2 separate regions of the Hordeum vulgare genome follow, and region 2 is linked to region 1. A link is a contact called in public Hi-C data. All regions are on one chromosome and are shown on one strand. Each heading gives the region's core, a stretch centred on a gene start, on an enhancer-like site or on the middle of the called end of the contact. The rest is flanking DNA. Distances are from core to core; before and after follow the strand shown. Region 1 has its middle 120 kb from the start of LOC123430410. Region 2 holds the start of LOC123426981 (glycerophosphodiester phosphodiesterase GDPDL4-like).

Region 1 (4,579 bases), core at 609-3,108:
TATCAATATGTTTCGATGACTTTTTTGGGTTAAAACTTGCCATGTCTGTTGCACATGAACTGCCATGGTGTTTACATTGAAATTGCCATGATATGTTTCAGCTATTTTTTCTTTTACCTTTAAAACTAAATTTTGACATATTATAAAATGGGGAATTAAGAAACTAGACTTGCCATGAACCATAAACTAAAATTTCCATGATGAATTACCATGGTCAATTAATAAAAATTGTCGTAAAAATAGTTGAAAATATAGCGGTAGCTTGGAAAAATAGGTAAAACATGTTATGGCAACTTTAATGTAAACACTATAGCAATTATAGTACAAACATTATGGCAACTTTTGGTCAATTTGTTTTTCATCGATCATGGTAAAAATTCTAAAATTACCATGATCTATAAACTAAATTTGCCATGAGGGATTACTAAACATTGCCACGATCCATGTATTAAATTTGTCGTGGTTAATTACTAAAAGTTATCATGGTCAATTAATAAAAATTATCAAAAAAAGTAGTTGGAAATATAACGATAGCTTTAAATCTATAAAAAAAAGTAGATATAACATGTCATGGCAACTGTAGTGTAAACACTATGACAACTACAGTGTAACATCATCTCAACTATAATGTAACATCATGGCAACTTTTATCCGAATTTTTTTTCATCGAAACATATCAACATGAGATCTAGCTTTGAAGATCTCGTCGAGACGGATTTAATGGTGAAAACGGATTTATAACTGTTTTTTTAATTAGGAGATAAATCATTTTTAAGACGAACATAAAAAAAATTATGCTAAGAGAGAAACGAGCGTGCGAGCGAAGTGGTTAAATGACCACATCAACCCAGTCCTACATGACAAGTAAATTCAGATATCTGTTGCCAAGATTGGTGCAACAGTAAACGAACGGTAAACCTGGGTGGTTTGCAAAGGTCCACACGTGTGAGCGTTATTTTTTAGGTTTTGTTAATAATACTTTTTGTGCAGCTGTACTTTATTTAAGGTTAGTTATGATAAAATTAGCCATAAACCAAACATACCCAAGTATACTCTCAGTTTGTGCCGAGAATGGCTGCCCGACGGCGAATGATCGATCAACATGATTTGAAACAAGGGCGCGTAGGGCCGGCGTCGACTGCACATGACATGTTGGAACCTGTCCCCTGACATTTGGGTGATCTTCACCGACCGTGGAAGCGACGGGCACATGGGACAACAGCAGCTTTTGGCGCTGGGACTGTAGGATTATCCGGCGCGATCTGGGAGCAGAGACCACGACCATTACCCGTTCATGGACAGCACACGAACGAACTACTACGAGCCTACGACCCATGAGAAACCCGGCAGCACACGCGCACCTTGATTCAGGTGAACGTTCGTGGATTCGGCACCTGAACCTGATACTCGGAACATGCTTCTTCTCAGCTTCGCTTTGAATTAACAAGTCCGAGGCAAAAGCAGGCTGGCACATCATCCTGCTCGCAACAAAAAGGGTGGAGGAAGATTCGCCGGCATGTGCGAGCCGCCGCCCAGGCCAGCCGATGTTCTCGAAGATTTTGCCGCGAAGAAAGCGCCGGAAGGAAAAAAAGGTCCGGCCATCATCGCAAGGAGGCGATGGTATCATCCGCGACGGAAAGGCTTCTTCCCCTTCCCCAGCACATGGAAAGATCCCATCAATCGTCCGGGAACCCCTAGCCGTAGGCAGAGGCACCTCCGTTTTCCCTCTCCCCTGTTATCATTTCCTCGTGTCAACTAGTAGTACCAGCTATGCGATCGATGTTGCTAGCCGCTGCATCATACGGTTCCTTCTTTCGGGTGCACTGCGACGAAGTGCTCCTCCTGCCGCACAACATGGTCACCACCGGCACAGAAAGTGAAATGATGTACAGTAGCGGCTCTTTGTGCGGGTGGACCACTCATCGGCGCACAAAGCGCGCCGGCCCATCCGGTGTCGCGTCGTGGGTACGACGTGTTGCTTTGGGGTTTGGTAAATGAGTACGTGGGAACATAAATGGGTCTTGATTTGTATTACTACTCCCTCTGTAAAGAATTATAAAAACTAAACTAGCAAAAGAACCAGTGCGTTGCAATGGAAAAAAATAATGCCATACATTTTTAATTAAAGAATTTAGAAAAAGAAATTAAAGAAAAAAAAAAGAGTAGTAGTGCACAACCCATTAGCCGTGCCAAGGCCCAGCCTTACCCACTCCTAAATCCCCTGACCTAGCCCTGTCAGCCCAGATGCGTTTCTCTTATCCAATGCCATAGGGGGCTCTCTGCAAAAATGAAACGTTTTCTTGTTTGTAACACATAAAAAGGTACTGCGGGTTTAATTACCTAAAAGACAGGGGCTTTTTTAAAGAACGGCAGCGGTGGGTTTTCCGACGGAAGCAATAGCCTCTTTATTATTAGATATAAAAATATTTAGATCACTATTTTAATAATTAAAATGTTTTTGTATTTCTTTACGGAGGAAGCATGAGATATGTCTATGTATTGCAACAGAAAAAATAGATTGATGTGCATGTGCAAACGCAACACCATGTGCTTCGCCACAAAGAGAACTCTTATCCTACAAAATGACCAAATGTGGGAACCATGTTATACTTTCTTTGTATGGTATTATTAGACTGGTGGATCACTTAGTCTCAACCGAACAATATGACAAAACAAGTCTTGGCATCGATGACAAGGATGTGAGGTTACACATGTTTTGCCCTTATATAGTTCTAGACCGAACACGTTCGAACTAACACAACACCCCATGCTTCGACACTAAAAAAACGCTAATTGCTTCAGCATGCAGTACAACATCCGGATGATGCCATCGTCGACAGGCAGGGTGCCAATGGCAAGGATGCAAGGCACACATATTTTGCCCTTATATAGTTCACACATTGAGGCTCAAACATCCCCGCAATCCCTTCAATAATCCAATTTTGCATCTCATTCCTCTTAATCATCCAATTTTCTTGTATCCCATAATAATTTCGAATCCGTCAATCCTTTCATAGCCCACAATTTACTTTCATAAGGTATGTATGGAACGGCATGCACCTTCTAGCCAGCTTCTTACCATGGTCACTCACGGAGATATTTAAACAGCATGAGGTGGGATTATTTTCTTCTTTTATGATATCGCACGTATATATAAATATATAAACTATACTTGTGTAATATTTACACAATACTTGTTTGCCCCCGTGGCTAGAGCTTGCTGCCCCTGGGGGGAGGGGGGGTTGTTCGGTGATAAAAAACAATAGCCACTTTATTAGTATGTATAGATAGATATAGAAATCTATATCTATACATACCTAATAATAATAAAGAATGGATAGTTCCTCATCGTGCATCACGTCATTTTGTGAATAATCTCCTTAGTTTTCTGTAAACTAACTTGCAGTACATGTTTAAGTCACATCCAAACCATTTTTCAACACGTCATCTATATTTAAGTCAACTGAACTGTTTTTTTGTTTTAACAGAAAACCCCTTGACGTTTCGGTTAATCCCTGCACAGTTTATGTAACATAGAATTACCCATATCTTCTAAACCATAACTCTGATTTTAACATGTTATATATAAGATTTGATTAAAAAATGTGTAAAGTCTAAATATGATGTTAGTTTTAGTTGTTGAATATTTCTAAAATGTTAGTTTTGGTGCAAATTAATCTATAGTGCATGATTCATTTTTCTTTTGTACAAGCGGTGATCCGAAATGCAAATAAACACCCATTAATATCAGATTGACACAAACAAAACATCAAAAATCACACGTGCACACATATAAAATATCTCGCGAGAAAACTAAACATATTTCTCATCTAATTTTGAGCGAGTGGGCGCGCGAGAGAGGGAGAGACATTAGGACTGGCCACATTCAAACTCGTTTTCGTTGTGTGAGCACTGAAGCCACTGTCGGTAACACAAATACGATGCTATGTGAAACTAAAGGACGCGATCTTGAGTCATGGTTATTGGATTAATAGTGTGTGTTATTTTCTCTCTCGTTGTAACACACGGGCTTTTTTGCTAGTCTATATCAAATAATAAAGCATCTACTGATTCTGGCGATAAGGCATCAAAATTGCCTAAACTTATAAAATATTACCCACCTATGCACCTATAAGTCAGTAAAAAACGTTTCACAAAAATTATCCCCTGACTGGCCGGCCCATGTTGGGATCTCCTATATTGCGCTCTACGCTCGGAGAAGATGATGCACACCCATTTGGGCTGGCCTATGTCCGGGCAGCCTGTTTTTCAAATTCCCTTCTTTATTTTACCTTTTATCTTCTCCATTTTCATTTTTGCACTTTAAATAATTAGGGACTTTAAAAACGTTCTGAAAAATAAAACACAAATGAAAATTTTGAAATAAATGTTTAATAAATCAAAAAATGTTAGTGGACGAAAAAAATCAAATAATTTACATGAAATTCAAAAATTATTCCACCAAATTTCTTTCGTGATTTTTAATAAAATTATTGCATATGAATAAACGTTCGAAATTTCGCAAATAAATGCTCATTCAATAAAAAAGTGTTTGTAATTTTTTTTTAAATCATGTATT
Region 2 (5,240 bases), core at 946-3,445, 140 kb before region 1:
ATATCAAAATGGAAAGTAGATGATACCATCATATGTGTCGCAAGTGCATGAATTTTATTGAGAAATAAACATTTTCGAGGGAATAAACATGAATCATTGTCAAATATGGCAGGAAAAAAACTCACCAATGGCTTCTGAAGGCGTGACAGGGAAATCAGTCAATATGCCATCAACAGAAAATGCACCATTATCAATGAACGATAGAGATTCAGCTAACGGATCGTAGCTATGGTTGTAACTGAGCGCAAAGTCGTTGGCAAAATCAGCAGCATAAATTTCCAGCCCCACTTTATGAGCATCATCGACGATCGAAGTGTACATTTGCAGATAATTATCTGGTGAAACAGGCCAGACGTACTTCTTCGGGACAAGTATCCCAGATGCAAATGTCTTGATAAATGTAAGATTTTTCAACATGGAACCATATGTGTCTTTGGTAGATGGTTCAAGAGTGGCCTCGTCAAGAAAGCGGAACACGAGCTTTGTGTTGTTGCTAATCCTTCCACTAATGCTGGTGAGGAAGCTTGCTTCAGGCGATGAGATGTAGTCAACGATGACACGTCTAGACACAGAAAGGATGTATTTCCTCATGCTCATATTGAACTGGCTGTAGAAATCGTCATGCTGCAAAATGGCTCATTTTCAGCAACGGCACAATGTCCTGCAACATATTCTACTGCATGCAGACGGCACTGTTAACTGTACCTGGATATTGAGCCACATTCCAGGAGGCTTAAACTTGGACGCCACATCTTCGACAGCGAGCAATGGAAAGAAGCTTGGATCAAACCTAGGCGTGCGAGAGAAGATTGCTTGCTTCACTGTTCAACATATATACCACAGTGAGTTCTAATCATAGAGAGGTCAAACAAGAAGAGAGGCATGTCCCCTTCCTCATCACACTAACAAGCACTACAAGATCCAATCTTAAGTAACATTATGACAGCATGGTAGCACTTACAAGACACTTGCGATAGCTCGGTGCCGTTGTAGTCCACGGAGAACCACCCCGTTGTCGATACGCCATTGACAAGGTAGCTCTTCTTACCCTTAGGATAGAAATCTGGAATGTTGGTGCAGTTGTCCATCTTAATGTCTGGTAGGCAGACGCCAAGGCCATCCTTTGTGAGCCGGACATCACAGTACAGGACTGTATCGGGCGAGCTCGCAATCATCGCGAACTGGTAAGCGAATTCGCTAGAGTCGGGGAATAAGCCTGAAAATCCACCCTTGGCTATGATCGCCGGAGCATTGCCTGAAACATCAAGCCTGTTTATTTAGTCTTGGAAGGACCAGATGATAAACCATAAGAGTTGTCATCAGAGATATGTGAGGAGCTGCTCAAGCACATATAGTATTAGTAATGTACTGCTTGATCTCCAGAAGCTGCTGCCATGCATGTGCTAGTAACAAACATGTCTGCTAGCTGAAAACAGCAACTGTACGTTACCCCAAAAGGCTAATTTGGTCGGTCCCCATCTTCCAATCCATCACCCTTGAGGCACTGCTAAAAGCCTAAAATGAGTGGAAAGATGAAGTAGCTAACCGATCCAGCCCAAAATGCTCAAATACGCTACTGCCACCACCTTCCAATCCAAAAGCCGAGCGGAACCACAGTATGCAGCAAAGGAGTAAAATGTCCAGCCCAAAATGGTGGAAAAATTCTAAAATTTCAGGCTAAACTCTCCTGTGTAAACAATGGACACGGATCAAAGAGAGGGTGGCCGGAGAATGTTATACCGCTGAGCGTCTTCCAAGGAGAGTCACCCTGCGCAGTGGCCACGCCCAGCCAGAGCAACACGACGGACGCGACAACGTAGCAGACGCGGCCGCTCCCCATTGCCTCGCCGCCGGCGAACAGCACCCTGACGGGACGGCTGGCCTCAAGCAGCTGCCCGGGAACAGCGCTCCAAGAACGGCACCGCTACCCTGTCCCTGGTACGACGCAGCCAGAACCAAGGAGTCCTCGGGAACAATGCGAGGCAATTGCCGTGCTGGATTTAAGCCCCGGCCCGGAGGGAGAGAGAGAGAATGGAATGGAGATTGGAGATGGGGCCTGCTGAGCTGTGTTTATGCTGGGGAGGGGAGAGGAATGGTAGATGAGAGGAGAGGAGAGGGGAAGAGGCAGGGCAGGAGGTGGCAGCGAAGGGAAGGTGGTGGTGGTGGTCAAATAATGAGGACTAGTAGTGCTGCTGCTGCCTGCCTCTCCGGCACGGCCCGGCCCCCATTGATGCCTCTCCTCAGGACTGTGCTTGTTCTTTACCATTTATCTTTGTCACTTATTATCGGAGCAGCTGCGATCCCAGTCAGGACTAGTCGGGTAATTATAGTTTTTGTACTGGCACTGTCATGGTGAATTGAGAGCTAGTGCAACCACCCTCCTTTTCGCCACGATCACACATTTTTATCTACAAAAACTACAGTACGTACTACTGCTGTACACATCATTAGTAAAAACATGCACATGACACTGTTTCCACTTGCCTGTTAGTAGTAGTACATTTTTTACCGTGAGATGAGACGGCGGCAGTAGCAGTTTGGTCACCGAGATGTGTGTACTAGCACTGACACATCTCACCGGCGCCTCGACCTGACTGACACCCTGGTCCCCGCAGAATAATGGCGCATCTGCAGCGTGATTACAGCGGTCATCCGTGCTAGTGGTACCAGTACGCTGTACGCTGTACGCCGACGAGTCGATCCCGCGATCCGGCCGCCCCCACACGTCACTGAGAGAGACAGACGCGCGGTTGTTTGGCTTACTGGCACGCACGTCCTCGGATTCCGGACGCCGCGTGCGGCTGTCGAGCGGCCGAGCCGGACCTGGAAATCCCACACCCACCCGTCCCGCCGCTCCTGGCTTGGCATGGTCGGGTTCGGACCTGGGAGCCGTGTGTCGTCCACGTCGTGGCCCACGATTTTTAGGCAAAATCGTGTGTGTAGTTTTGCCCTTCAGGTGGTCGCGGGCACGTCGTAGGTGCGAGAGGCGCCGAATCAATCAATAATTGTTCTCTCGTGAGCCCAACTCCAGCGCGCCACCTTACCTGTCCCTTGGCGTCCGTTTTCTGTTCGTTTTTAATCCATTTCCAACCCAAACTTGATTCGATTTTAAGATAAAATGGACAACGCATGGATGGCACGTGGGCGGGCGGGACGCGCGCGTTTGTCCTCCCCAGACCCGTCCACCGGTGGCACAAAGCAGCACGACCTTCGCGCCCCCACGCCTCATTCCATTTCATTTTCTCCCAAAACCCTCCCACGCCCCATCCTCCCCCCCCCCCCCCGCCCGCTACCCTCCCGCCATGACCGATCCCCCGCCGAATTTCGGCGACCCGGCCGTCGTCCCGGCCACCAAGGCGAAGAAGAAGAAGGCGCCCAAGGGTACGAAAAAGCCGCGGTCGAAACTCACGTCGCAGGAGATCGCAAAGCTGGACGCGGAATCGGCCAAGAGGCGGCGGGCAGAGGCAAAGAGGAAGGACGCCGCGGCCGCGTACGCCAGCGAGCGTGCCGCGTTGGAGGCCGCGCGGCAGAAGGCTGATGCTCAAGAGAAGGAGGCCATCGTCATCAAAGTGCACGCCCTCCTCGTGATGGGGTTGTGTCGTCCGATGAGCTTCGCGGCTGCGCCCGTCGGACCAGCGAGCACAGGCCCGTCGGTCGTCTGGCCTCCGCAGTGCCCCTGCCCGACGTCGTCGACCACGCCATTGCCGCCCGGTTTCCCTCCGCCAAGGTGCCAAGCCTAGACCCGTGTGTCGGGGTTGTCGAAAGTCAGCGTGATCGCGCCGTCATCGACCTCAATGTCACGTCGTGGTCCTGCAGCGGCGGCCGCCCGTCCATGGAGATGCAAAGAAAGCAAGCCCGGCCGCCGTCTACGGCCACCATGACGTCGTCCCGCGTCTTGTTCGACGAAATGCCAACACCGACGCCAACGGTCGAGAACACCTTCTACGCCCAGTTCATGGAGAATGTTATCTTCGAGGGCTGTGGCGAGGCCTTTCAGACGGGTGGGCAGGGCGGAACCTTCGATCCGGAGGAGACCCAGAGTCAAGATGGGCGCGACAAGTACATGGCCGATGAAGACTTTGAGGCCGACCATGATGACTCGTGGCATGATGAAGATGGCATACATTGCGAAGGTGATGAAGAAGAAGAGGACGACGTCGATATTGCTGGCGAGCCATTGTTCATCGGCGAGCTCACCCAAAGAGCGGAAGCTTAAAAGAGGAAGAAGAGCATTTGTACGGGATCATACACACAAGATGAGGACAAGTTGATTTCCGAAAGTTGGAAGAAGATTGACCAAGATCCTAGAGTCGGTGCGCAACAAAAGGGAATTGTTTTTTGACAAGAGTTCACAAAACATTCCATGAAAGAAAGTTGTTTCCGCCCTACCAATTTACGAGCGCCTGTAACATCAACTCGATTCAAAAGAGGTGGTTGTTCATCCAACAAGAAAGCAACAAATATTGCGCCACACTTGAGAGCGTTGAAGCACGCCCCGTGAGTGGACTTGGCATCGAGGACATGGTATGACCTCTTCTCTTTCCTTTGCTACGGCCATGCCTCGGCCTCCTCTATGATTAATTGTGTTTGCATGTCCAATTGTTGTTGATCATGTAGGTATTTCAATCTTTGGAAGCATTCAAGGCCCGACACAATGACAAGCCATTGATTGTTGGAAAATCATCAATAATTGCCCTAAGTTCAAAGATCAATACCGTGAGCTTCAAAGGAAGAGAGGCAAGAAGGCGACCGCCTTGGCCGTAGGTGGAGATTGTGAGGCATTAAAGAGGCCGAGGGGCAAGACCAACTCCAAGATGGACGACAAGTGTGATGTGGCATCGTATGCTTTGCATGAGACTTTGCATGGCATGATCTCTCCAAAGGAAGTGAGGGACGAGATCACGAGAAGAAGCGACAAGGCAAGGAGGAGCAAATGAAGTAATACATGGAGTTGCAAGCAAAGAAGCTTGAGATGGAGGAGACGGTCAAGAAGAGGAAGATCGACATGGAGGAAGGCAGCTAGGCAGAGGCAGCTCGACATTAAGGAGGCGGTGAGGCAGAGGCAGCTCGACATCGAGGCCACCAATGCCGCGGCCAGGCAGAGGCAGCTCGACATCGAGGCCTCCAATGCCGCAACCAAAGCAAAGGAGGTGGCGCTGGAGATCATGAGCGTGGACTTGAGCAAGATGAGTGAGAAGACAAGGAGCTGGTTCGAGGCCCGACAGAAAGAGATGTTTGAC

What was found. A called contact is a pair of places that touch in the nucleus more often than the background predicts.
Region 2: a contact with region 1 is called in a Hi-C map of seedling, with 2.3 times the contacts expected there. The contact joins the promoter of LOC123426981 here to the enhancer-like site in region 1. A contact is called at or near these places in 4 of 6 Hi-C or Micro-C datasets (leaf, seedling and an unstated tissue) and 1 of 1 datasets of contacts at active chromatin or transcription factors (embryo).

The regions. Positions count from the first base shown.
Region 1 is chr2H:521,928,375-521,932,953 of MorexV3_pseudomolecules_assembly, reverse strand. No RefSeq gene overlaps it. Among protein-coding and RNA genes, the nearest start is that of LOC123430410, 120 kb to the right of the region's middle. Within about 2 kb of position 1,858, at least 3 of the 3 cell types and tissues checked have open chromatin away from gene starts, as enhancers often do. A contact at or near this core is called in leaf and seedling, where this site is marked.
Region 2 is chr2H:522,068,902-522,074,141 of MorexV3_pseudomolecules_assembly, reverse strand. It overlaps LOC123426981 (glycerophosphodiester phosphodiesterase GDPDL4-like), which reads right to left and starts at 2,195. Exons shown (of 9, transcript XM_045110904.1): 1 at 1,741-2,195; 2 at 962-1,255; 3 at 706-821; 4 at 126-624. The coding sequence starts at 1,840.